Linked DNA regions of Mus musculus: regions 2, 3, 4, 5 and 6 are each linked to region 1. The links are chromatin contacts, called in public HiCAR-type, HiChIP or PLAC-seq and promoter capture Hi-C maps. All regions are on one chromosome and are shown on one strand. The core of a region is the stretch at or near the end of the contact, and the rest is flanking DNA. Distances in the headings are between cores, read along the strand shown.

Region 1 (3,831 bases), core at 955-3,454:
GTTTTGGGGACTTCCAGTGACAGTCGTGGCATATGACATCTCTACCAGAGGCTAGGCATGCATCAACACTCTTTCCAAGGACTGGCTGCAGGGGAGGTGCTGCTTCCAACACCCGATAGGGTGGGGCCTGGCACATTGTGATGCTTGAAGACCAGTAGTCATTACAGTTTGTCTATAAGGAAGAAGCCCTGCACATTATTCTTGGGGTTCCTAGACACTTCCTGGGCCAAGACTGTAAGCTCCCAGCCCAGCTTAACAATCAGCCACCCACTGTCTGCATGAGGCTGTCCGTTTCTACTGGACTCTGGGTAAGGGAGACTCTGGAAACATAGGAGGGGCTCTGAGAGAACACAGAAAGGATCTACAAGCCCTTTCGTGAGGGCACCCCCACCTATATCACCAACCCCTGTACTCTTGCCCCTGAGGTACCTGCTAGGCAAGTTGTGGCCTGTACCTCCCCAGCTCTGTAAATCTCCCAAATCCCACCCTAACCCAGGCTCAGTTACCCTGGCTCCGTATGTCTGAGCTCCTGCCACATGACTCTGGAGGAAAAAGGGGATTCCTCTCTCCCAAATGGTCCATCAGGGGCCTGCATCTCCTCCCACCAAGTCCCCATCAGTGCCAAACAAGGCCTGGGCAGCCTCTGCTGACGACTGAAGGCCTTTCCCTGTTGGACAGGCAGCCGCGTGGGCAACAGATGTCTTAGCTCTCAGCCGCCTCCAGCAGTCAGCCACGGCCACTGAGCCTGTCAGCGGCCTCACACCCAGGGTGCCTGGCCTGCCGGCTGGCCTAACACCCTCACCGTTCTTTCTTTGTAGATACACAGACCCACCAGGCAGACATAGATGCTCTGCCCCCCCCCCCCCACTTCCCACCCCCAGCGGGGATCTCTAGGGAGAACAAGGAGATGAAAGTCACAGGGATGTGCTGAAGGCATACCTCACTTGGCCCCAGGGACCTAGTGGTAAAGACAGATGTTGGAAGCCTCCTAGGACAGCTGGTCCTGCCTGTCACCCAGGCCCCCATATAGAGGATTCCACAATTCCACACCCACCCAGTGACTACCTCTTCCCAAGAACTGAAAAAGAAATCTCGAAAGCTTAGCCCAGCCTTCAGGGCCAGAAGAAGCAGCAAAGTGGTTCTCCAGTCCCCCGACACACTTCCCCAAAGACTCAAGCAGCCTCTGTGGGGTGAAGGGATGTCCACATCTGTCCCCTCCTTCTGGACCCAGAGCCACTAAGGGCAGAGCCTGGGTTCTCTTCTCTTTTGGCTCCAAGGCTGGGGAATCCCTGCCTCAGGCCGGAGCTCCTCCCTGCTCTATCTTCAGACCAACTCCCTCTCCAGGGCTGTGCCCCCTCCTCTTTGCCTCTGCCTTAGATCTAGGAGCAGGGTATGATCCTGGGACCCGTGGGGAACTGGGCTGAGGCTGTCCTGGTCCATGGCTTTGTGTTGGTTTGTAAGGAGGGGGAACCATGCCTCATTGTCTCCCCCTTGCCTGGAAGCTAACAGTCCCTCTTGGTCACTTCCCCCAGAGTGACTGAGGCCAGAGAGGAGAAACTGAAGTTCAGAGTGGGGAAGTGGGTGGACTTCCGAGGACAGCAAGACCCTCCTAAGGCCACCCGGACCTTTAACAGGGGAAGTGGGTTTTCAGTTACTTTGCCCCAAAACTTCAGGCAGGGTTGGATCTGAGGAGTTTCTGGGCCTCTGTAGAGCTGTCCAGACTCCTGGCCCATGTCTGAGGGTTCTTCCCTGGCCCACAGCAACTTCCCCTAAAGAAACTTAGCAGCGGGAAGTTGGTGTATGAACTCTTGGGGATTCTCACCACCAAACGGGGCAGGCAGGCTGTGCGGGAAGCGGGGTGGGACTGTGTTGCCCTGCTGGAACCCCCCTTCACATTATGTGGGTCACCAAGACCAACACTCTGCTTTCAAGCTTTCGACACGTCGAGGATCTGGGTCCTGGGTCTACTACAAGGACAAGGTCTAAGCCCCGGGACTACCCCGCTGCCCCGCGGGGGTCGGACTCACCCGCGAGATGGTGAGGGGAGCACTGAAGTCCCGGCCGCCCACCAGGCGGAAGCCCCAGGGTGAAGGGCCGCGCAGGGTCACCGAGTGGGTCATCGCGGGCCGGAGCTGCAGCCAGAGCTGGAGCCGGACACGGAGGAGTCGCCGCCGCTGTTGCCGCCGCCTGGCCGCCGCGCCCCGCCCCCGGGCTGCCCGCCCCCGATCCCCCCTCCGTTCGTGCCCGCGCCCCGCGCGCACACCGATTGGTCCCGCGGACTCCCGACCCTCCCACTTTGGGGGCTCCGAGGACCCGCCCCTCACTTTCCCAGGCTAAACCCCGCACCCCCCACCCGCTTATTGAAGCCCCCAGAATAGGGTCCGCTTGGATGTCTGAGTTCTGCCTGGCTGAGGAGCCGAGCAGGCTGTGGAAACTCAGACACTAGGCACCGGCCCTTTGAAGTCGCTTTTACGGGCCGGTGCTCTAGCCCGGGGAGGGATGCAGGACTGCGGTGGCTCTGATGGGGGATGGGGCCGTGCCTTGTTCCCAAACCACTTCCACGTTCTGGCGGGCCAACCTGCCTCCCCACCTTTCAGCGCATGGAACCCTCTGAACACCGGCACACTTAGAACCTTGGGCTTGAGAAGCCCTGGACTAGGGACACAGACCCAAGACAGCAGCAGGCCATGGATCTATTTGGTGGGCTACGGGGGGCGTGGGTGCAGTAGAAATAGAAAGGTGCCCAAACTAGTTTGCAAAGGCAAAGCTGATCTCCTAGAGGAGTTGACCTTTTTCTGGCATCTAGAAGCAAGGCGCATGTTTTTTTTTTCCAGGTACCCCACCCCCCACCCTCGGCTTCTTGGGCCTTGTCTTGTTTCCATCTCCCTTCAGGTCATCTTGTCTGCCAGGGGTGTTGTATCTCTTAGCTTTCTGGAAAGGAGAGCAGGCTGGAGCAGTGCCTGTCTCCCAGTGGAGGAGCAGAAGTATTTGGAGCTCGCCCCCACCCCACTCTCCAGGGCTCCTCTCTTCCCCAAGTCTTCACTTCCAACCACTGTGTGCCCGGATGTCCTTTAACAGCTTCTGGAGGTACAATGGTTTGGCCAGACTACTCTCTGGGTACCTCAGTCTGACCACATCAGCCATCAATTGCTTCTCCATACCCAGAGGAGGCAAGATCCTAGTTAGTCAATATTCTTGGCAACCCTGTGTTCTCTCTTACCCTGTTGTGACATGTGACACGTGAGTGACTCGGACTGTGTGTGTGTGATGCTGATGCTCACAGGGTAAGAGATGAGAGGGACCACTGAATCTCCTACATCTGGAAAAGAGAAGAACTGTCAGAGAGCTACAATGTAGGGGTGTCTGTCCTGATGTCTTCCTGGTGACAAAGAGTAGGACAACTTGAGAGGTACCAAGTAGGAGATCCCAGGCCGCTTGAGAGGTACCAAGTAGGAGGTCCCAGGCCGGGATGTCCTCCTGGTAGGGAGGGTGCTGCTATCCCCTCAGGTGGGAGAGGAGTGACATGGATTGAGTGTGTGACACGGATGCATGCTTGAGTGTGTGGAGAGTGAGAGGGACACACAGATGTTGGGCTCGCAATACTGTGTGGCAGAGGTTTGTGCTCGGCTTCATGCAAACAGGGGTCCCACATTGACAGGCATATGGGAAGGACCGACAGAATGGTCCCTGCATGGTCTCTGGGGGCTGGCAACCAGATGCTCCCAGCCATTGGATCCTTCTAAGTGGAGTAGAAGGGGTTCAACCACCAACCACTGGTTGTCCTGAGGGTTGAATGTAGAGCATGGGCCGTGGTCAGAGACCTCTCATCTG
Region 2 (3,831 bases), core at 968-3,467, 830 kb after region 1:
GCTATTGGTTATTTGAGGGGAAGCTTCTTTGTTCCCCCGTTTTGTTTTTGTAAGAGGGTCTTGCAATGTATAGTAGAGCCTGACCTGGAGCTTGCTCCTCAGATTGGTCTTGAACTTGCCACCCACAATCTCAGCCTCCTTAGCCACCGCAGAATCCTTGGGACTCATGCCTCCTCTGTGTAGAATGCAAAAGCTTTCTTTCTTTCCTTTTTCCTCCCCCCCTCCCTTGTTTGTTTTGAAACAGGGTTTTTCTGTGTAGCTGTGGCTGTCCCTGAACTTGTTTTGTAGACCAGGCTGGCCTTGAACTCACAGAGATGTACTTACTTTTTCCTCTGTCTCCCAAGCGCTGGGATTAAAGGCTGTGCCACTACATCCAAGCAGCAGTTTGCTTTCTTATACACATGAAGACCACCCATAGTGGCCTGGATTCTTCCACATCAATTATCAATCAAGAAAATGCTCCCACAGGCCAGTCTGATAGAGGCAATCCTCAACTGTGGCTCCTTCTTCCCAGATGACTCCAGTTTGTGTCAAATTGACAAAACCAAACCAAACCAAACCAAAACCAATGCAACCAAGCACTGCTCATGGACACAGTCATTCAAAACCCAAAGCCTGAGTATTGTGAGTGGGTCACTCCCAGAGGATACAGAAAAAAAGGGCAACAGAACAACATGGACCAGAGACTGTCTTCTGGTAGGTTATCTGCCACAAATTTACTGCAGGAATTTTCATAAAGGACTGCAAGGTTGCTAGGCCTCAGGAACTTAAGGTTTTAGAATAGTGATATCAATTAAAAACCTACTGTGTCAGCTAGTCACATGCCTCCATGGTATAAGGGCTTCCTGGTCTCCAGGTTCTTTCTACTTCAACACAATGAGTTTATCCATTTATTTATTATTGTTGTGCTGGAGGTTAGAAGTCAACTCTCAGAAACCAGTTCGTTCCTTCCTTGCACCCTTGGTTCTGGAGATTAAACTCAAGTCATCAGTTGCAAGCCCTTTTATTACACAGCCTTGTGAGGGCTTTTACCTGCTGAGCCATCTCACCAGCCCCACCATAGAGCCAGGCCTTATGAGTGCAGAAAATTTCAAATTCCACGGGTCACATTAACTCCCTGAATCATAGTAAAAGCATGGTACTTCGAGGCATCTCTGAGTCAGGAACTTTTCAGAAGGCCACCTAATCTAGGACTCACACAACCAAGACTGGGGTCAGGGGCCTTCGAATCCCTTCTGCAATGAGTCTGAAGGCAGAGGCTCAACACAGTGGTTCTGATGTGCAGCCCAAGACTGTCCTAACAGCTCTCCAGCCCACTGTGGTAGCAAGGCAGGATGCACCAAACCTCTATTGCAGACCGGATTAAGCCTGGAAGCTCTCAATCTAGAGATGCCTGGCCTGACCTTATATGAAAGCACAAACAAATCTGATGATTTAATGATTGATTCAACAAATATTTAAACACCTGTTGTGTACACTCAAGAGACTCCTGGACTAGGCCTACTGCTTAGAAGCAAATCACATAGTCAGAGCCTGGGAGACCTTAGAGCTCATTAACCAATCCCATCATTATAGTAGAGGAAACTGAGGCTCAGAGAAGGGAAATAATGAGTTTAAGACCACAGAGATAGACACATAATTTTTATGTGCTAATTTAAAAAAAAGGTGGTGGTGGTGTATTTTCTGGTTCCTACTCTCCTGAGCTGTCACCCACAACCTAACCGAGAAGGCTGAATTTAAAATCACGTTCACAGATCCCTCTAGCTTGCTGATGCTGGGGATTGAATAAACCTATGGCCTCATGCGAGCTGGTCAAGTGCTGTACCACTAAGCTACATTCCCAGTTGGCGCAGGGTCTCAGTCTGTAGCTAAGGCTGCAGATTGCACTGAACCTACGCAATCCTCCTGTTTCAGCTTTTTGGATTCTGCGATTACAGGCGTGAGTCTCTACACCTGGCTCACACAGTGCTTATTATTTGCACTAACGGGTTCTATGTTAAGTCCTCGGGGCCCTAGGTTTTCAGAGCTTGGGGAAAAAAGCTGTGTCCTGGGTGTTGTCTAGAACCTTGGCCGCGCCCATCTCCTGTTCTTCCCAGGCAGCCGGGCCCCCTTCTCTTCCTCCTAGGCTTGTGTCACCGTCGCCCCGGTCTGGGGAGAGGAGGAAAAAGGGGCGGGTATGTCTTGCCCTTTAAATCTTAACCGCGTTGCCATTGGCTAGGAAGCCCCCGCCTGGCTGCGGATTGGCCACAGTGGATGGCTTGAAATGTGGCTGAGCGCTTCGGACACCTCAGACGGACGGTGGCCACCCCAAGACGCGCCCCAGCCCGCCATGGCCCGGATCCTCCGGGCATCCTGCCTTCTGTCCCTGCTCCTGGCCGGGTTTGTTCCGCCGGGCCGGGGACAAGAGAAGTCTAAGGTGAGTGAACCTCCGGAGCTCAAGAAGAGTCCATGGCACCCAGGTGTCCACTGCGCGACTGGGAGAGCCACTGCTTCCCCAGAGGCACCGAGAGCCTCACTTGTAACCCTCGGTCTCTGCGCTCTTCCAACACAGACCCGCGTGCTTCAGAGGGCAGTACTAACCCAGGAGGGCAGTCTTTCCCGAGTTTATACATTTTCTTCCACTGTCATCTTGGGGTCGCTGGTGGCCACAATCCTGAAAAAAAATTGCCGGGGAAGAGGGTGGGCCGATGGTTTCTTCACTCATCCCAGGGCGCTGGAGGCAGAGATCTGTGACAGGAAGAATTTTTATTTGGGGGCGCATCCCTTTCTGGGCCTCAGTTTCTCCATCAGCAGGGCGTAGCTGGAGAGGATGGCTGGAAGGCTATGGAACCCTGCAGTTGCTTTCCCTATTCACAGTTCACTGGCCTGCCATGCATGGAGCAGACACTGTAGCTAGAGAAGCCAACCCAGGCCAGGAAGTCTTCTGGAGCTTCATCTCTCCTAGTCTAGCTGTGGTACCCTGAACTGGAATAGAAATGGCGAGCCTGAGGGCAGATGCCCCGGCATGCTTATCTTCTTGGTCAGGCCTGTGCTGGGTGGGCTCTGTAGGCCTCTCCTCTTCCCTAGGGTGAGAATGCAGAAAGCATGAACCCAAAGAAAGAGACTGTGGTCCCCAACTTCACACACACCATGCACACCATGCACCCCTGCACACTTGCATGCGTGGGCACAAAACTGGGTAGGCTCTAGCTTTGAGTTTCTAAAATCCTCAGGGTCTTCCTTCTAAGATCTTGTATGTCCGAGAGAGAGAGAGAGAGAGAGAGAGAGAGAGAGAGATTGATTAGGGGGTGTGGTGTGGAGATGGGGTGGGGGTGGACGGGGGCACTAGCCCTGTGCCTTTAGTGTGGGAACTGCTTGGGTTGGGGGTTGAATCCTGTCCTGAGGAGGCTGCAGGAAAGCACACTGGCCTTGTGCTGTCCATAGAATGAAGGAGAGATGGGTGAGTTCAGAGGGAAGAGAGAGAGCAGTCTAGAAAAGTCTTAGGGTGTGGTGTTATCTTATCTCATAACTAGCTGAAGCTTCTGGCTCCTCACAGCCCAGGCATGCCCATCTGAGCTCCCAGGTCCTTGGAGTTAACACATTACAGCTCTGGCTTCTGGGATTCAACTGCTTGCCTGGATCCAACTTCAGAACAAGGGAACAGGGAGGGGACGTGTGCAGACCCAGTGTGATAAAGCCACTGAAAGATGTCCTCTACACTCAAAGGGAGGGGCAAGGACAGGGAAAGCCTCTGTCTGGTCCAGGTTACAGCTGCAGAAGGCTTTGCATAGCTGTGGACTACCAGCTGCTGACGTGGCATCCTAGTAACCACTGGTTTCTAGGTGACTGACT
Region 3 (3,831 bases), core at 736-3,235, 790 kb after region 1:
GACTGTTGATAGAAATATGGATTAAAAAAAGATTTATTTATTTATTTATATAAGTACACTGTAGCTGTCTTCAGACACACCAGAAGAGGGCATCAGATCCCATTACAATGGTTGTGAGCCACCATGTGGTTGCTGGGACTTGAACTCAGGACCTCTGGAAGAGTAGCCAGTGCTTTTAACCGCTGAGCCATCTCTCCAGCCCAGGAATATGAATTTTAAAAGGCACCACATAGACTGTGCTTGAAATGTAGTGGGTCCTGAGTTCATTTCTCAGCACTACACAATAAAATATAAATTAAGCAAGAGGTAAAGAGACATATAGGCCCAGCACTCGGGAGGCAGAGGCAGGCAGATTTCTGAGTTTGAGGCCAGCCTGGTCTACAAAGTGAGTTCCAGGACAGCCAGGGCTATACAGAGAAACCCTGTCTCGAAAAAAAAAAAAAAAAAAAAAAAAGACAAACAAAAAAGAGACAGATAGGCAGGCAGGCAGAAGCACACTAGCACACGCGCGCGCACACGCACACGCGCGCGCACACACACACACACACACACACACACACGAGACTAGGTGTCTAGATGTCCCTGCATCTTAGAAAGTGGAGAAGGGAGGATCACTTGATCCCAAAGTTTAAGACCATAGGAAGTCTGCAGTGTGGAACACTAAAGGATAGTAATCGGAGTAATTTTATATAGTACTTCCTGGGGAGTGGGGGTGTCCATTAATATAAAAACAGCACCACTAGCTTAAGACCATTATCCTAATAAAAAGAAAATGGGGGCTGGAGAGATGGCTCTGAGGTTAAAGCACTGGCTGCTCTCACAAAGGAACCAGGCTCTTCCCATCAGCCATACTGCAGCTGACAACCTCCTGTAACTTCGGTTCCAAGGAATCTGACACCCTCTTCTGGCCTCTGTGAGTACCAGACATGCACATGGTGCACAGACATACATGCCTTGCAAATAAAATAGTTGAAAAAGTTATTTTAAAAGAAAATGTGATCTTCATTACCACAAATCTACTAGAACCGGCATTACATTGTAGCTAATCATATCTTTTTACTTATTATTTATGCACTGTTGGGCATGGAAGCCAATGCCTTGAAAATGCTAAGGGCTCCAACTTAAAAGTTAAATACAACCTCAGCCCTACTAAGAAACTTCTTTTCAAACGCAAAAAGTAGCTGGGCGTAGTGGCTCGGGAGTCAGATTCCCAGCACTTAGCATGAAGATTGCTGAGAATTGGCCGCCGGTGTGAGCTACAAGTCTGAGGCCAGCCCCTCCTAATTCTTAATCAAACTTCAGGTGTCTGCCTATAAGTCCCCGTGATTCTTAAATTTCGAGACAAGATCTATGTTGCCTGGGCTTGCCATCAACAAGTAGGCTCAGCAATGCTGCCTCTCGCCCACTAGAGATTTCTGTATTCCTCTAGGTAAGTTAAATCCTATTTATAGGTTCACAAAACATGCTGTTTATTAATTTGAAGCACTTCTTACGATTTTATTAGTTGTTTATAGTCTTCCTACTATGGAACTTCTTTATTAAGGCATAGGTGGTCGGTTTATGGTCATCAGTCTCCTCTATTCACTACCTTTCATGGATCAGCCATCCTCCTCATTCATTGTCTCGTGTGGCTGTCACCCTCCTCCGCTCCGCGCCCCTCGAGATCCACTCCCTCCTCACTCACTGTCCCCCCCTTCTCCACTGCAGCCCCTCCAGGTTGTCTCCCTCATCATTCACTCTTCCACATGGCTATCAACCTCCTCCATTCACGGTCCATAGGGTCGTCTCTCCTCACTGCCCTCAAAATTGTCACCCTCTACCACTCATTGCCCCTGAAGGTTGTCACCCTCTTACACTCTCAGCCCCCCTCGGGGTCGCCTCCCTCCCTTGCCGGGGTCTTGAGCCTCAGCATCCCTGCACCCTCCTCCCGGCCCTGTCACCTTGGCGGGCTGACCCATGGCTCCCCACGCCGCTGACTCCGCCTCTGAGGGCGCCCCCTCTTGGCAACCAATCAGGGCCGGGGCACAGCTGGCGACGCTCCGCATAGCAACCAATCAGAATGCAACATGTCCTTCCTAGCCCGCCTTCCCCGCAGGAGGAAGTTCAGGCGTTTGCTAAGCAGAGCTAAGTATAAAAACGCGAGAAGCCGCGGTGCCAAATTACGGACAGGAGGACGGAAGTAGCTGAGAAGCCATGTTTGTTAGGGGCAGACTTCACTCCGCCGCGCCTAGCGTGCCGCTCGCGCACACTGTTTGTTACTGGGTGGCCTCGGAACCTGCTCGTTTTTTATCTCTTGTTTAAGGGCGTGGGCGTCTCTTAAGTGTCTATATTATAAGGTTTCCGGGCTGTGACTGTCTCCTTGGGAACGTAAGCAAACAAAAGCTAAGTCCTAACAACCACAGCCCATACATATCAGAACGCTGACTCCAGAACGTTCTGTTTGTACATTCTCTTAATTATTCCCCCCAAAGGTGCGGTTGAGTTGCCTGCTCAAGTTCACACCCTTGATCCCAGAGCCTCCTCACCTTCTGCATTATTGCCCTACTTATCTTGCCCCGTTCTTTGGTTTTGCTGAGGTAGGAAATAATTTATTAGAAGCTTCATAGTAATAACCATAAAACATTTATATACATTTTAACTTAGTACTTGCAGGCATGGATAAAAATTTCCACCTTGCTCCTGTTCCGCAATCATTTGCGTTCAACATTCCTGTAACATTTTAGGCTACTTTTAGGTAAAACTGACTGTTTATTAAGAATCAAAGATTCTTAATCTTTGATTAAGCTGAGTGTGGTGGGATATACTTGAAAACCCAGTATTTGGAAGGTAAAGTCAGGAGCATCAAGAATTCAAGGACAGCCCTGGTCTAGACTATATGAGACTCTGTGTCAATCAAAAAACAAAAAGGAAAAAAAAATTCTGCTTTTGAGACAGGGTGTCACAGTAACCCTGTCTGGTGTGGAACTTGTTATATAGATCAGGCTGGCCTCAAACTTTGAGATCTGCTGCCTCTGGAGTGCTGGAATAAAAGTTGTCACCACCAAACCTGTACTCGTCCTCAGGAATGCTTTCTACCTTGTTCAAAACCTAGAATTGGCCCAGAACTCACTGGTTAGGCTAGACTGGCTGTCCTGGTCTCAGAGATCTTCCCATCTCTACCTCCCCAAGGCTGGGATTACAAATGTGAAATACCATGCCTAGGGAGTCTTATATAAGAACACAAAGATAATTGTCAACTTTTAAAAATTGTTATTGATGGCTGGAGAGCTGGCCCAAAGCCTAAGAACACTGCTGTTCTTTCCAGAGGACCTGAGATTATTTCCCAACACCCATATGGCAGCTAACAACTGCCTGAACTCCAGTCCCAGGGGATCTGACACCTTCTGGCCTCCAAGGACACGGTATACATACACATCCAGGTAAACACTCATACACTCATAAAAATAAAATCTCACTAAAAATTTCTTATTGAGGTTTTATTTATTTATTTATTTATTTATTTATTTATTTATTTCAGGACAAGGTTTCTCTGTGTAGCCCTGGCTGTCCTGGAGCTCACTCTGTAGACCAGGCTGGCCTCCAACTCAAAAATCTGCCTGCCTCTGCCTCCCCAGTGCTGGGATTAAAGGCGTGCGCCACCACTGCTCGGCTGCAGAAGTGCTTTTAATAGAACCAATGAAATCAAGTGTAGTGGCTATTGTCTTTCATCCAAAACAATAATCAATTAGATGATCTTATACTGTGGTGGCTTCTGTAGTACTATAGATCAATTTCTTAAAAAAAAAAAGTAATTTGTAATAATAACTTCTGATTAGAAAGTTAATGAAAACC
Region 4 (3,831 bases), core at 794-3,293, 720 kb after region 1:
GTTACTGTTTTGTAATTATGTGTATGTGTGTGTATGTCACCTGTATTCTGGTGCTCCATGAAGACCAGAAGAGGGCATCATATCCCCATTACAGACAGTTGTGAGCCATCAGGTGTGGGTGTTAGGAACTTAACTCCAATCCTCTAGATAAGCAGCAAGTGCTGGTTTAACCACAGAGCAGAGATTTTTTTTTTTAATACAGAAAATGTTATTACAAAGATTATTACTGAAACAGAACTGGAATCACACTATCAATAAAAACACTGCATCAAAATCTAGTTCAGGAGAAAAATAAAACACCATCTTGTTGAAACCATTCTTCCTGTCGCTTTAAAACCTACTGGGATTTTTATTAAGCTGACAAATGAAACCATAACCCAATAATCGTGGCCTTAAAAAGTTACTCATTAACTTTTAAGTAGGATGCTATGAATGAACACTTCCTGAAGTTCACCAGCCATTTTTCCAAGTGAAGTAGCCCTAGGGGTCTGGGGAGGTCCTTACTTGCTACATCGATACTACATAATGAACTTCATGCTCAAGCTTAAGAGAGAAACATTTCCAGGTTTTGTTCCCTTCCACAAACAGAATTCAAAAATCTCTCTGTGCTTAATATGTGTCTAATGAGTATGCTGGGTAAACTGTGATGTTTAACCACCAAGGCGACATTAGATCCCCTCCCCTAAAGTTCAGAGCTCTCTCTCCCTGGCTCATAGAGATCCAAGACTGACCATGCCACAGTCCCTCCAAAGCCCACACACATCTTTACTCCTACTACATAGAAAGCTAGACCTCAAAATGCACCCCAAACATCTTTCTCAATTATTTTCAAAGAAAAGGAGAAATCAGGCCTGCTGAGAAACAGAAATCTGTAAGCCAACTTCTCTCAAAAATTTCACATCTCAAAGGTACTATCTGCTATGCTGGCTGGCAATAATGACCAACTAATTATTAATAGTTTACATGGGGATGGGGGACAGAAACTTGCTAGGCATTCTTTCCAATAGTCCTTTATCTGAGTCAAGAAGCTATGTGCCTCATCTTACTAGTAGGAACAGTTCTGTGTGGTGTTTTAAGATTCATTCATTATATCAATATTTTACTAAGCAAGGGTCCTTTAAGAGCATTTAATTTTCTTTCTTTCTTTCTTCCCCCCCCCCCCTCTTTTTGTGGCGGGTGGGAGTACTGGGGAACTGAACTACTCTGGGCCGCCTCCTACATGCAAGGCAAGTTCCCTACCACTGAGCTGTACTCCCAGGCCCAGAACGTCTCAGTGCTGCGCTCTGCACATCACTACCAAACTCCTCCAGGAAAGCTCGGCAGTAGCAATCACTGCCGCTAAAACGGAATTCCCAGGGTTGCCTGAAATCAGCCGGCACCGGGCTGCTCCTCAGCTCGAAATGCGGACGTCAGCGAGCCGCTACCTACCACACCCGTTAGTAATGCTCACCACCGTGGCCGCGAGCTCCCGGTGCAACAACCTGTAAGAGTCGCCGCAGCGACTGCGAGGCAGTGGCCCGGCTTCCTCTCTCGGGGTCCCAGGCAGGCCGGGCGGGAGTCGGGGTTCGGGAGCCCAGCCGCTCCGCGCCGGTCCAGACTGGCGGGGCTGCGGACTGGGGGAGGGGTCCGTAGCGCCTCCCCCATCGGGAAGGTGCAGGCTACGGTGAAAGCTGGCCTCACGGAGAATGAAGAGAACCATACGCCGGTCCTCGCGTGAGGACCTCGCCCAGACTGGAAAATGGAGCCGCCGCAGCCTCAGTCAGTCCGCAGCCCCAGTCTGCTGCCCCAGTCCGCAGCGCGGAGAGGCCCGGGCCGCGCTCGCCCTCAACCTTCCGAGTGGCGACCCTACACTTGGCGCCTCGGGCGGCGGGGCCAACGTGGGGCCCTCTCCCTCACTCACCGTCGCCTTTGTCTCCGCCGCCTGCTCCAGCCGCGCGGCTCCGAGCGCCGGCTCCGAAGCTTCCAGGATCTCCACACACCAAGCAGCTGCGCTCCCCGCTTCGGGCTCCGCCCTCCCGCCTAGGCTCTGGCGCGCAGAGGCGGAGCCACAAGCGGTGTGTGCGGCTGCGCGGCTACGCCCCCACTACAAGGACACGCCCTGTCCCCCCCCAGTAGGCGGGCTGGTAGCTGTGAGGCCCCGCCCAGTGAGGGAGTGGCGAGACCTAGGGGATGCTAGGCGCGCAAAGAGTGACCGCTGGGTGGGCTACGGGGAAGATGGATGCCGCTGCCTCGCGCCACAGCACCTTCCTGTCCGGATCCAGCCGTAGACGTGCCCGGGCGAGCAAGGCGCTGCTAGGCAGAGCTGGCCAGCACCAGATGTCTCTCACGCTCAGATCACGTTACTTTCAAGGAATCAGAATCACTGACTCATTGGAGAGTCAAGAATATCTACCTGGCATTTGAAAAGTTCGTCTCTGTGACTTCTTGTGGGATCGTTTTTTTTTTTGGTTTTTTTTTTTTTTTTTTTTTTTTGGTTTTGCTTTGACGTTGTTTGAGGGAGGGCCTTTTTGTAGCCCCAGAGTGGCCTCAAACTCACTATATAGGTAAGGATGGCCTGGATCTTGTGATCCTCCTGCCTCCGTCTCCCAAGCGCTGGGATTACTAGTGTATGTCACAAGCTTAAGGACTTTTGGAGTAGAACCCTGGCTGACCTGGAACTCACAGCAGTCCTCCTGCCTCAGCCACCACATTTTATGACTACATTAACTTTACACTTTAGGCACCCAGAAGCAAGAAACAAATGGACGCCTTCCCACTGAAATCTAGCCACACATACTCAGACAGGGAGCTGCATGACCATCACTATTGATAGGAAATTTCTAGCTTGTTCAGTGACAAAACTGGAGTACTCCTTGGTTCCTCTTATTCTCAATTTCACATCCATTCTGTCCATAAGGGTAATTGGCGTGGTTCTACATTCAAACAAAAAGAAAATCAGACTGTTCATCTACATTGTTTCTGTCATCCGTGGTCCCAGTCACACTTCAGTGGCTTTCTTAAATGACCTCCCTGACCACCATCAACAAACTGTGTTGTCAAAACAAGAGGGAGAATATCCTCCCGCAAGGAGAGTCAGCTCATGTCTCATCCGATCAAAATCCACCAGTGTTCCCGTTACTGTAGAAGATAACATCTTTACAATGGCTGACAAAGCCTCTGAGATTTTTTTTTTTCCCTATAGGTCTCAGAATTCATCTCCAGTCTCACTGGTGCTTGCAATGTCCAGTCTATACTCAGGGACTAGGACATTCTCTAATGTCTGCCTTCTCCCCTCAACTCCACTCAGATCTTCTTTAACAATGATGCGTAGCCTAAACCCACTTCTTTACATTGCTACAGGCTCAATCCTTCCCCCATCTATCTGCCCTTGTTCTCCTGTTCCCAGAACAGTCTGCACAATTTATTCTGTTAATTTTGCTCCTGTCTTCCCCACTAGAAGCTGGGTGTTTGGGTTGGCTGGATTTGATTTCTGCAGTGCTGTAGGTGAAACCCAGGGCCTTGCTCTGGCTTGGTGAGTACCACACACATGCAGACCTTTGAGGCTGGGGATAACTGTTCTAATCAACTAATCAGTCCCAAGTGCCTAGAGGAAATGAAAAAAAAATTAAATACCCCCAAGATGTTCAACAACAAAAATAATCAATTTTATTTTCAGTTTCCTCTTGATTCCACTTTCTGCCAGTCAACCAACCATTAGATTTTAACCTACATCAGACCATAAACATTTGGACTTCTCAGTTCTTTTGTGTACAGTAACCATTTACTTGATGTTTGATGCAATTTTTGACCAGTGACATCCCTGTACCCTATTTCACTGAGTAAGAATAATGT
Region 5 (3,831 bases), core at 535-3,034, 650 kb before region 1:
ACAGATCTCAGTTTTTGGTTACAGAAATTTTGGATTCTGGACTGAATAGATGACTTAGAAGTTAAGGGCCACTGCCTGCACTTCCAGATGACCCAGGTTCAAGTCTCAGCAACCATATGGTGGCTCACAGCTGTCTGTGACTACAGTTGCCCGGGTTCTAACACCCTTACACAGACATGAATACAGACAAAGCACATAAAGTAAATTTTTAAAAAAAATTTTGGGTGCATGGCCATGGGTCCGTGTCCGTGAGTCTCAGTTATCCTGCACCAACAGACATCTTTAATCTTTTCTTGATGCTCTTAAGACATACACTATTAAAGAAAAAAAAAAGAATGTACACTATTATTTATTTTTACTATTTATGTATTGGTTCTTTTTATTCTTGTTTTTCTGAGACAGGGTTTCATTATGTAGCCCTGGCTAGTCTGGAACTCACTGTATATACCTGGTTGTCCTTGAACTTACAGAGATTGGCCTGCCTCTGCCTCTGCCTCCACCTCCCTGGTACTGGGATTAAAGGCATGTGCTACCATGCCTGGCTTTGGGGCATGGGGGGTTCTATTTCATGTTCATAAAGTTATAGACAAACTTACACATCTTCAGATGGTACACACCAGCCTAAAGAGTTCTTTGTAAAGAGCCACGACTTCTGCTCTGCCAAGACTCACTATTGTTAGCTTCTGCATTGCCTCTGTCATGAGATTCTTTGAGGAGTGGGTGCTCACCACACTCCCAGGTGGAGCAGCACCACTGGTTAGGGAGCCACTACTACTCCCTATAATGGATGAAGTGACTCAGTGAAGTGTCAATTCCAGACTGCCAGAACTTAGATTTGAGACATTTAATAGTATTTATAGAAAAATAAACTCTGACAAAGTTATGTCTATGTACAAATCAACAACATTCTAATAAGAAATGGAGACCAGTTTAAAGCAAGTATCCGTCTTTAAATATTAAAAACAAAGACTACTTCACTTATCTATCTCCAACCAAAATGTCGTTAACAATATTCCCCAGAACAGATCACTGTTGGAGGTGACTCTTCCCCAGTATGGACATCACTCCTGGGCCACACTTAGGGAACAGCGTCTTTTTCTAGTGGGGGGAAGAAAAGAAGTGATTAAGATTGGATGTAGACCTAAGGAGCCCTGGGACACCTCTGCTGCCTCCATTATTCCTTGTTTCATCTGTCGTTCAGTGTTAGGAATCTGAATGGTTCTTGACTGTCACGGAATCCCCTCCATGGAGTTCACAGCTTCATATATTCCCCCCACCCCCACCCCCACCCCACACCACTAATTTCAGCTTTACCCTTGGGTCTCTGTTTTCTGATCTCATCTCTCCCAGCTTTCCCAGTGCTCTCTGGTCCACCCTGTACCTGGGATCATCAAATACCTGCATAGTCTTGTGATACACTCAGAGTCATCCCGGCACGAGGCACCAATGGGCCTGAGGGAAACCCCTCTCCAAAATGGGGTCATTCTCCGGGATCTCTTTGCTGAACTCACTTCTGGTACTGGGGAACTATTGACCTGTAGAGCAAAGGCATACTCACTTTAGCTGAGGAAGCACCCACCCTCTGCTGCACAGCCTCAGAAGAAGGGCCCTTTGCAGGTTGCAGGAGATCGAACTGCATTTCTAAGGACTGAGTCTGACTTGGAATTCCACGCCACTACTGTTTCCTTCCTTACCTGACCCAGCAGCAGCAGGCAAGTCAGGAGCACTGCAAAGAGTTTTAGCTGTAGCATCTTGGCAAAAGAATGATGTTGGAGTCTGAAAGCCAGGGGGCAGTTCCCGTTTCCTTTTATAGACCGACACCTATCTGCCTTTCTCATGGTTGCCAGCTGAGATGGGGCAAAGTTTGTTTGTAATCAGGATCGATGTAATCAGTTAATGTGTACCCAGAGAATGTACTCAAGGACTACACTCCAGGCACACTGTGCTTACTGCTCGTGGACTTTGATGGTGTTGCTGGTCTGGACCCTTACACCCATCTTATCAGAAATCAGCATTGTCCTACCTTGCCTCTGAAAGCCATGTGAATCCATGAGGGAGACTAGGAACCTTGCCATACTTTTAAGATAACTCAGCAGGCTGGGAATGTAACAGTGGGGACGTGTGTGATCCCCTGGTTCAATTCCCAGAGTGAAGGAAAAATTCTTAAAATAGCTCAGTGAGATGGTTATAATCAAAATCGGATTCTAATAAAGTCTTCAGGAGTAATGTTGACCTCTGAGCTTTTCTAGGCAAAACCCACTGACCTGTTGTGTACAGGCAATTAGGGAGGAGATGTAAACAGACTGTCTATGGTGCTCTAGTTCCCCCATCAGTCTACACTGCCATCTTAGTAGAGACCTGGCTATAAGGAGCTCAAACTGTACCTATCCTTAGGTCTTCGTTTTTAAAGACACACGAGGGAGGAGGTAGCAGAAACTTTTTTTTTTTTGGTTTTCGAGACAGGGTTTCTCTGTGTAGCCCTGGCTGTCCTGGAACTCACTCTGTAGACCAGGCTGGTCTCGAACTCAGAAATCCGTCTGTCTCTATCTCCCAAGTGTGCTGGGATTAAAGGCATGCGCTACCACGCCTGGCTGCAGAAACTCTTAACTTGGTGTCATTACAGCTTAGGTACTGACAACACCAAATGAATCATGTAGTTCGGGCTTTGGTGGAGCACTTTCAGCAGCCTCAGGGCAGCAGGTGGTAAACTGAGTCTGAAGCCCAAACACTGGCAAGAATCTGAAGCCCAAACAGTAGGCAAGAATCCCTGTAGGTTTCTAGGCTAACACTGAAGTGTACTGAATGTGAGTGATTATGGGTACTAAATGGCAAGACCTTTGATGTTGGTAACAGCTTACCACATAGCCCAGGCTAGCCCAATTTTATAGTCCTGCTGCAGTCTTTGAAGTGGACCACTATACTCAGCCATGGTAGTTTTAAAATTTTTGAGAGGGAAAGCTGAGATTGAAATCAGGATGTGCATAGGAGCTTAGATCTCCGTATGACCATAAGAAACCACACACACACAAAAATTACAAATAGATTTCTCTCTTCCTGATCTGATATCTCACATAATCTTTCCAAAGGCTCTTTTCATCTTCATGATTAAGCATTTGGACAAAAATCTTGTTTCTTTGTCAAGGCAAAAATGGAGGAACTGCCGAAGTGCTGAAGGTAGCAGTTGGTCACCAATCTAAGCAAAGCTAATGTCACTAATTGCCAAGGGAGAAGTGTGGTGAATGTCAGAGCTGGGATGGGGTGGGATTTAATGGCAAAGATCTGGGAACTCCTCAGCATAAAGAGTCACTGAATAAAGCCAGGTTGTGGTGGCAATGCACCTTTAATCCCAGCCCTTGGGAGGCAGAGGCAGGTGGATCTCCAGGTTCAAGGACAGCCTGGTCTACATAGTGAGTTCCCTGATGGCTACATAGAGAAACACTGTCTTTTTAAAAAAAAAGAAAAGAAAAAGAAAAACAAAAACAAAAACAAAAACAAAAACTGAGTAGACCCTGCCTACCAAACATAACCAGTAAATCCTACCAGTTCAGAATTAGAAGACTAAATGGGAACTTGTGTAGAGTTGGGGAAAGGTTGTGTGGTGACCCAGTGAGCATTGAGTAAGAACACAGATGTGATTAGGTAAACAATGTGATGTCCTAGAATCAGGTCCCTGGGCTCAGTGCCAGCTTCTCTCTCCTTCACCAGTGCTCAGACATGCAACTCATCCAAAAGACGAGTTCTTCTTCCACTCCTCTATGTGTCTCTTCCTTTGCCCTGAGCAAAATCAAAATAGCCTTTGGTGTCGTTCCTTAAATTCATCATAGCCCAGTC
Region 6 (3,831 bases), core at 444-2,943, 610 kb before region 1:
CCCTCTCACCAACCCCCTCCCTCTGCCTGTCTCTGTCTCTGTCTCTGTCTCTGACTCTGTCTCTGTCTCTGTCTCTGTCTCTGTCTCTTTCATTTGTATATGGTAGACTGGAGAGACAACTGAATGGTTAGGAACACTTGCTATCCCAATAGAGGATCTAGGTTTGGTTCCCAGCTTCCATGTGGCAGCTGTCTGAAACTCTAGATTCAGGCCAGCCTAGGCTATGTAAGGAGACTTACATAAAAATGAGAATCTAGATGTCTCTCCTCTTCTGTGGCTCTGTGCTTTCTGAGACTTGGGCAAGTTCTCCAGAGTCCTCAAATGGACAGACTTTTACAGAGTTGGAGTCACAGAGCTTGCTGACCATGAGACGAATGGGCAGTGGGGCAGTGGGCAAAGTGCTTGCCACTCAAACATGAGGAGCTGAGCTTGGGTCTGCAGTAGCTAAGGGAAAAGCTAGGTGCCACAGCTTACATTGTTACCCAGTGCAGGGGACATGTGGTGTGTGTGTGTGTGTGTGTGTGTGTGTGTGTGTGTGTGTGTGTGTGTGTGTAGGCAGACTCATGGAGTTGGCTGGCCAGCTAGTCTAGCCAAATTGATGACTTCTGTGTGAGACCTTGTTTCAAAAAATAAGGTGTAGAAATGATAGAATAAAATACCCAATAGTATCTGGGCAGTGTTGGCGCACACCTTTGATCCCAACACTTGGGAGGCAGAGACAGGCGGATTTCTGAGTTTGAGGCCAGCCTGGTCTACAAAGTAAGTTCCAGGATAGCCAGGGCTATACAGAGAAACCCTGTCTTGAAAAATCAAAAACGGAAAAAAAAAAAAAAAAGAAAAAGAAAAGAAAAGACCCAATCTCGAGAGGTACACATGCATACACCACACACACAGAGAATGAGGACCAGGTGGCACCGGTCATCTGAGCTGAAAAAAAGACTCCAGCACTCAGGATGTACAGACGGGAGTTTAGGAGTTCAAAGTCTTTACCAAAAGGTGAAGACCCCACTCCTAGTAGCAGATTCGAGCACATAAGTTCAGGGCTCCGTTCGGTGTGGGTCTGGTGGAGGGAGCTATGGGAAGCGAGGAGACAAAGACAGGAGAGGAGAGCCTGTGGAAAGAGTCCAGTAGGTGGCATGGTTTTGGAAATGTGGGTCTGAAGAGCAGAGTTGATCAGGTAGCCAGCCATCTAAAGCACACTCAGAGGGAGAGAGAGCATGAGGCAGGAACTCCAGGCACATCTGTTTTCATCGTGGAGTTTAAGAGAACCGGCCGGGAGAGATGGTCCAGTGGATAAATGTTCATGTCACCAAACCAGATCTTCACAGTTGGAATCTAGTACTCCACAGGGTGGAAGAAAAGTACCGACTTCTCCACAAGGGAGCTTCCCCCATTACTTACTTCCCAAATTATTAAGTAAATAAATAAATGTAATTTTTTTAAAGGTTAAAAGAAGAAGAAGAAAGGAAGGTGAGCCTTTGTTGCCTCCGGGAGGGTTTGACCTCCGCACTGAGGAGCCTGCTGGTCCATAAGTCTTGCCTGCGGATCCGGCAGTGCTTGGAGGATTTCGATCGCCCTCCGGCTCGAGTTCTCTGCGGTGGTTAGAGGTCCAGGGCCGGGGACTAGGGCCACGTACAGAATCGCAAGAGGAAGGGGCGCGGCTCCCGCAGCCCTGCCGCCACTCCAGACTCCGGCCCCTCCTCGGCCGGAGGTGGCGCCTCCCCTGCTGCGGCCGGAGACTGGAGGTGGCGTCGGGAGCTGGAGCCCAGGGCTCGGATGTCACTGAGGGATCGCCGGCGCCCTGAAGTGCGTCTCGGGCTGGAGCCACAGGTACGCAGCGGGACCGGGTGAGGGGACACACAGCGCGTGGTCCACAGATCTGCTTCCCAAAAGGGAGACAAGGACGGGAGGGTCGGGGCGGCGACAGCGGTGGCCGCGAAGCAGCCTGACTGACCGTCATTCTGTCTGGACCTTCCGACCCGGAGTCCAGACCGGCCGCGCCAGTGGAATCGGGCCCCTGCGCACCTTTACTCTCGGCCAGGCCTGGCAGGGGACAGAGCTGTCCAGGTGGCCCAGCTGTTGCAGGGACGCAATGTACACAGTGGCGTCCGTCTCAGGACCCTCTGTTCTTGAGCTTCGATTGCTGGAGAATCCGGGTCCCTCCCAATCCCCCGATCTTCCCGGACCGTGAACCCCACTGAAAAGGCCTAGAAATGCACTGATCAGAGGCCACCCGCTCTCCTAGTGTTCCAAGCGCCTCTTTCCTCACCTCTTTGTGTGGTTCTGCTGCCCCTTGTGGTCCCCAGGGCTTAGCTTTTGCCCTGGGGTATGTGCTGTACCCATGGCAGTGACCATCTTTACCTAGGTGTCATTCACCCTCTGCTTTTTCTACACCTCCTGGAACCTGCGTCTCACAGAGTCTGCCCAAGACCAGCAGAGACTGTATAACCAGCTACTATGTTGTAAAATAGATGTCTCACAGGGGTGCAATGTCACCCATAGCTTTGGAGACTAGAAAAGAGAACCAAGGAGTTTGCCTGAAAGCTCACCCATCAGACCTAGCCTGGAATGCTAGGATTTAAGATCTGAGCATTGAACCCTGAACCTCTGACTCTAAGGAGAGTCAGGGAGTGCAGTTAACAGCCCTCCAGGTACTGAGGGAAGGCTGGAGGCAAGGAAAGGCCTGCACAGGTCCTCACAGGAAGACAGATGGGAGGTGGCCCTTGAGAGGACTGTTTCATTCCCGATTAGCTCGGAGCTTGACTTTTCTCCAGTGCCTCTCCTGTTCCCTGACCTGGACTTACATGTGTTGCCTTGGTCTGGTTTTGCCCACTGAAAATTGTCTTTATCAAATTTCCCAACAAACCTTGCCTGAAGTCCCACGTCTGGTTGCTTGCCTGGGTCCACCTTCACTCGAGATTCAGCCCCCAGTGCCAGCTTCATCCTTCAGGTCTGGTGTTTCCACCCTCAAGAGCCCTAGTTCTGAGCCCCGAGCCCCCTTATTCCTTTGTCAGGTAACAAGTACCTTCCTCCACAGCCAGGATCCCAGCCTATTTTTCTAGCAGACTCTACTGCAATCCCCGCTCCGGGGACAAATGTCAAAATTCTGTGTTGTTTGTCCTGAGGCTCCAAGGCCCTGGTGGCACAGCAAGCCCTACAAAGGGCACAATATGGGAATCCTGCATGGACAGAGACCCCATGTAATAGCACCCCTTAGATAAGTTAGGGGCAATAAGAAAACAGATATATGTACGTGTTTAATGGCTCATTATAAATTGGCGTTTTCATTAATGACTTTAATGTGTGTGTGTGTTAGTATAAGCATGAGTGTCACAGCGTGTTATGGACATCAGAGGGGAACTTTCAGGAGTCCATTGTCACCTTCCACATGGTGAATGTCTTAGTTAGGGTTTTACTGCTGTGAACAGACACCGTGACCAAGGCAACTCTTATAAGGACAACATTTAATTGGGGCTGGGTTACAGGTTCAGAGGTTCTGTCCATTATCACCAAGGCAGGAACATGGCAGCATCCAGGCAGGCATGGTGAAGGAGGAGCTGAGAGTTCTACATCTTCACTTGAAGGCTGCTAGCAGAATACTGACTCCCAGGCAGCTAGGCTGAGGGTCTTATTGCCCACACCCACAGTGACACGCCCACTCCAACAAGGCCACACCTACACCAGCAGGGCCACACCTACTCCAGCAGGGCCATGCCTACTCTTCTGATAGCCACTCCCTGGGCCAAGCATATTCACAATGCGTCAAGGTCTCTCTTGTTTCCGCTGCTAGGAAGTATATTTGAGGTATCTGGTCCTCAAGCTTCCAGCTGA

The links. Promoter capture Hi-C pulls out the DNA fragments that hold promoters and counts their contacts. HiCAR-type assays count read pairs that join an accessible place to other places. HiChIP or PLAC-seq counts read pairs in DNA pulled down with a chosen protein or histone mark.
Region 2: a contact with region 1 is called in a promoter capture Hi-C map of liver, with 2.5 times the contacts expected there. The contact joins the promoter of Gpx3 here to the promoter of Pdlim4 in region 1. A contact is called at or near these places in 3 of 39 promoter capture datasets (hippocampal neurons, liver and second pharyngeal arch cranial neural crest).
Region 3: an H3K27ac HiChIP or PLAC-seq map of embryonic stem cells shows a contact between it and region 1, with 4 times the contacts expected there. The contact joins the promoter of Lyrm7 here to the promoter of Pdlim4 in region 1. A contact is called at or near these places in 9 of 39 promoter capture datasets (the 3T3-L1 cell line, 3T3-L1-derived adipocytes, cranial neural crest and 5 more) and 8 of 115 datasets of contacts at active chromatin or transcription factors (the NIH/3T3 cell line, astrocytes, embryonic forebrain and 5 more).
Region 4: a HiCAR-type map of astrocytes shows a contact between it and region 1, with 2.1 times the contacts expected there. The contact joins the promoter of Cdc42se2 here to the promoter of Pdlim4 in region 1. A contact is called at or near these places in 2 of 39 promoter capture datasets (cranial neural crest and second pharyngeal arch cranial neural crest) and 1 of 115 datasets of contacts at active chromatin or transcription factors (astrocytes).
Region 5: a contact with region 1 is called in a FOXA1 HiChIP or PLAC-seq map of pancreatic cancer cells. The contact joins the promoter of Leap2 here to the promoter of Pdlim4 in region 1. A contact is called at or near these places in 1 of 39 promoter capture datasets (embryonic stem cells), 1 of 115 datasets of contacts at active chromatin or transcription factors (pancreatic cancer cells) and 1 of 9 other capture datasets (adipose tissue).
Region 6: a promoter capture Hi-C map of the SN4741 cell line shows a contact between it and region 1, with 2.9 times the contacts expected there. The contact joins the promoter of Shroom1 here to the promoter of Pdlim4 in region 1. A contact is called at or near these places in 5 of 39 promoter capture datasets (the 3T3-L1 cell line, the SN4741 cell line, liver and 2 more) and 1 of 115 datasets of contacts at active chromatin or transcription factors (pancreatic cancer cells).

The regions. Positions count from the first base shown.
Region 1 is chr11:54,066,813-54,070,643 of GRCm38.p6, forward strand. Pdlim4 (PDZ and LIM domain 4) reads right to left here and starts at 2,205. Exons shown (of 7, transcript NM_019417.3): 1 at 2,028-2,205. The coding sequence starts at 2,120.
Region 2 is chr11:54,900,637-54,904,467 of GRCm38.p6, forward strand. Gpx3 (glutathione peroxidase 3) reads left to right here and starts at 2,218. Exons shown (of 5, transcript NM_008161.4): 1 at 2,218-2,416. The coding sequence starts at 2,330.
Region 3 is chr11:54,858,612-54,862,442 of GRCm38.p6, forward strand. It overlaps Lyrm7 (LYR motif containing 7), which reads right to left and starts at 1,986. Exons shown (of 5, transcript NM_029327.5): 1 at 1,941-1,986. The coding sequence starts at 1,958. Gm31490 (a long non-coding RNA gene) reads left to right here and starts at 1,203. Exons shown (of 3, transcript XR_879859.2): 1 at 1,203-1,429; 2 at 3,305-3,419.
Region 4 is chr11:54,785,660-54,789,490 of GRCm38.p6, forward strand. Cdc42se2 (CDC42 small effector 2) reads right to left here and starts at 2,044. Exons shown (of 6, transcript NM_178626.3): 1 at 1,901-2,044.
Region 5 is chr11:53,421,352-53,425,182 of GRCm38.p6, forward strand. Leap2 (liver-expressed antimicrobial peptide 2) reads right to left here and starts at 1,785. Exons shown (of 3, transcript NM_153069.3): 1 at 1,695-1,785; 2 at 1,399-1,535; 3 at 830-1,098. The coding sequence starts at 1,751. The coding sequence ends at 1,062. It overlaps Aff4 (AF4/FMR2 family, member 4), which reads left to right. Exons shown (of 21, transcript NM_033565.2): 21 at 1-479.
Region 6 is chr11:53,455,512-53,459,342 of GRCm38.p6, forward strand. Shroom1 (shroom family member 1) reads left to right here and starts at 1,694. Exons shown (of 8, transcript NM_027917.3): 1 at 1,694-1,830.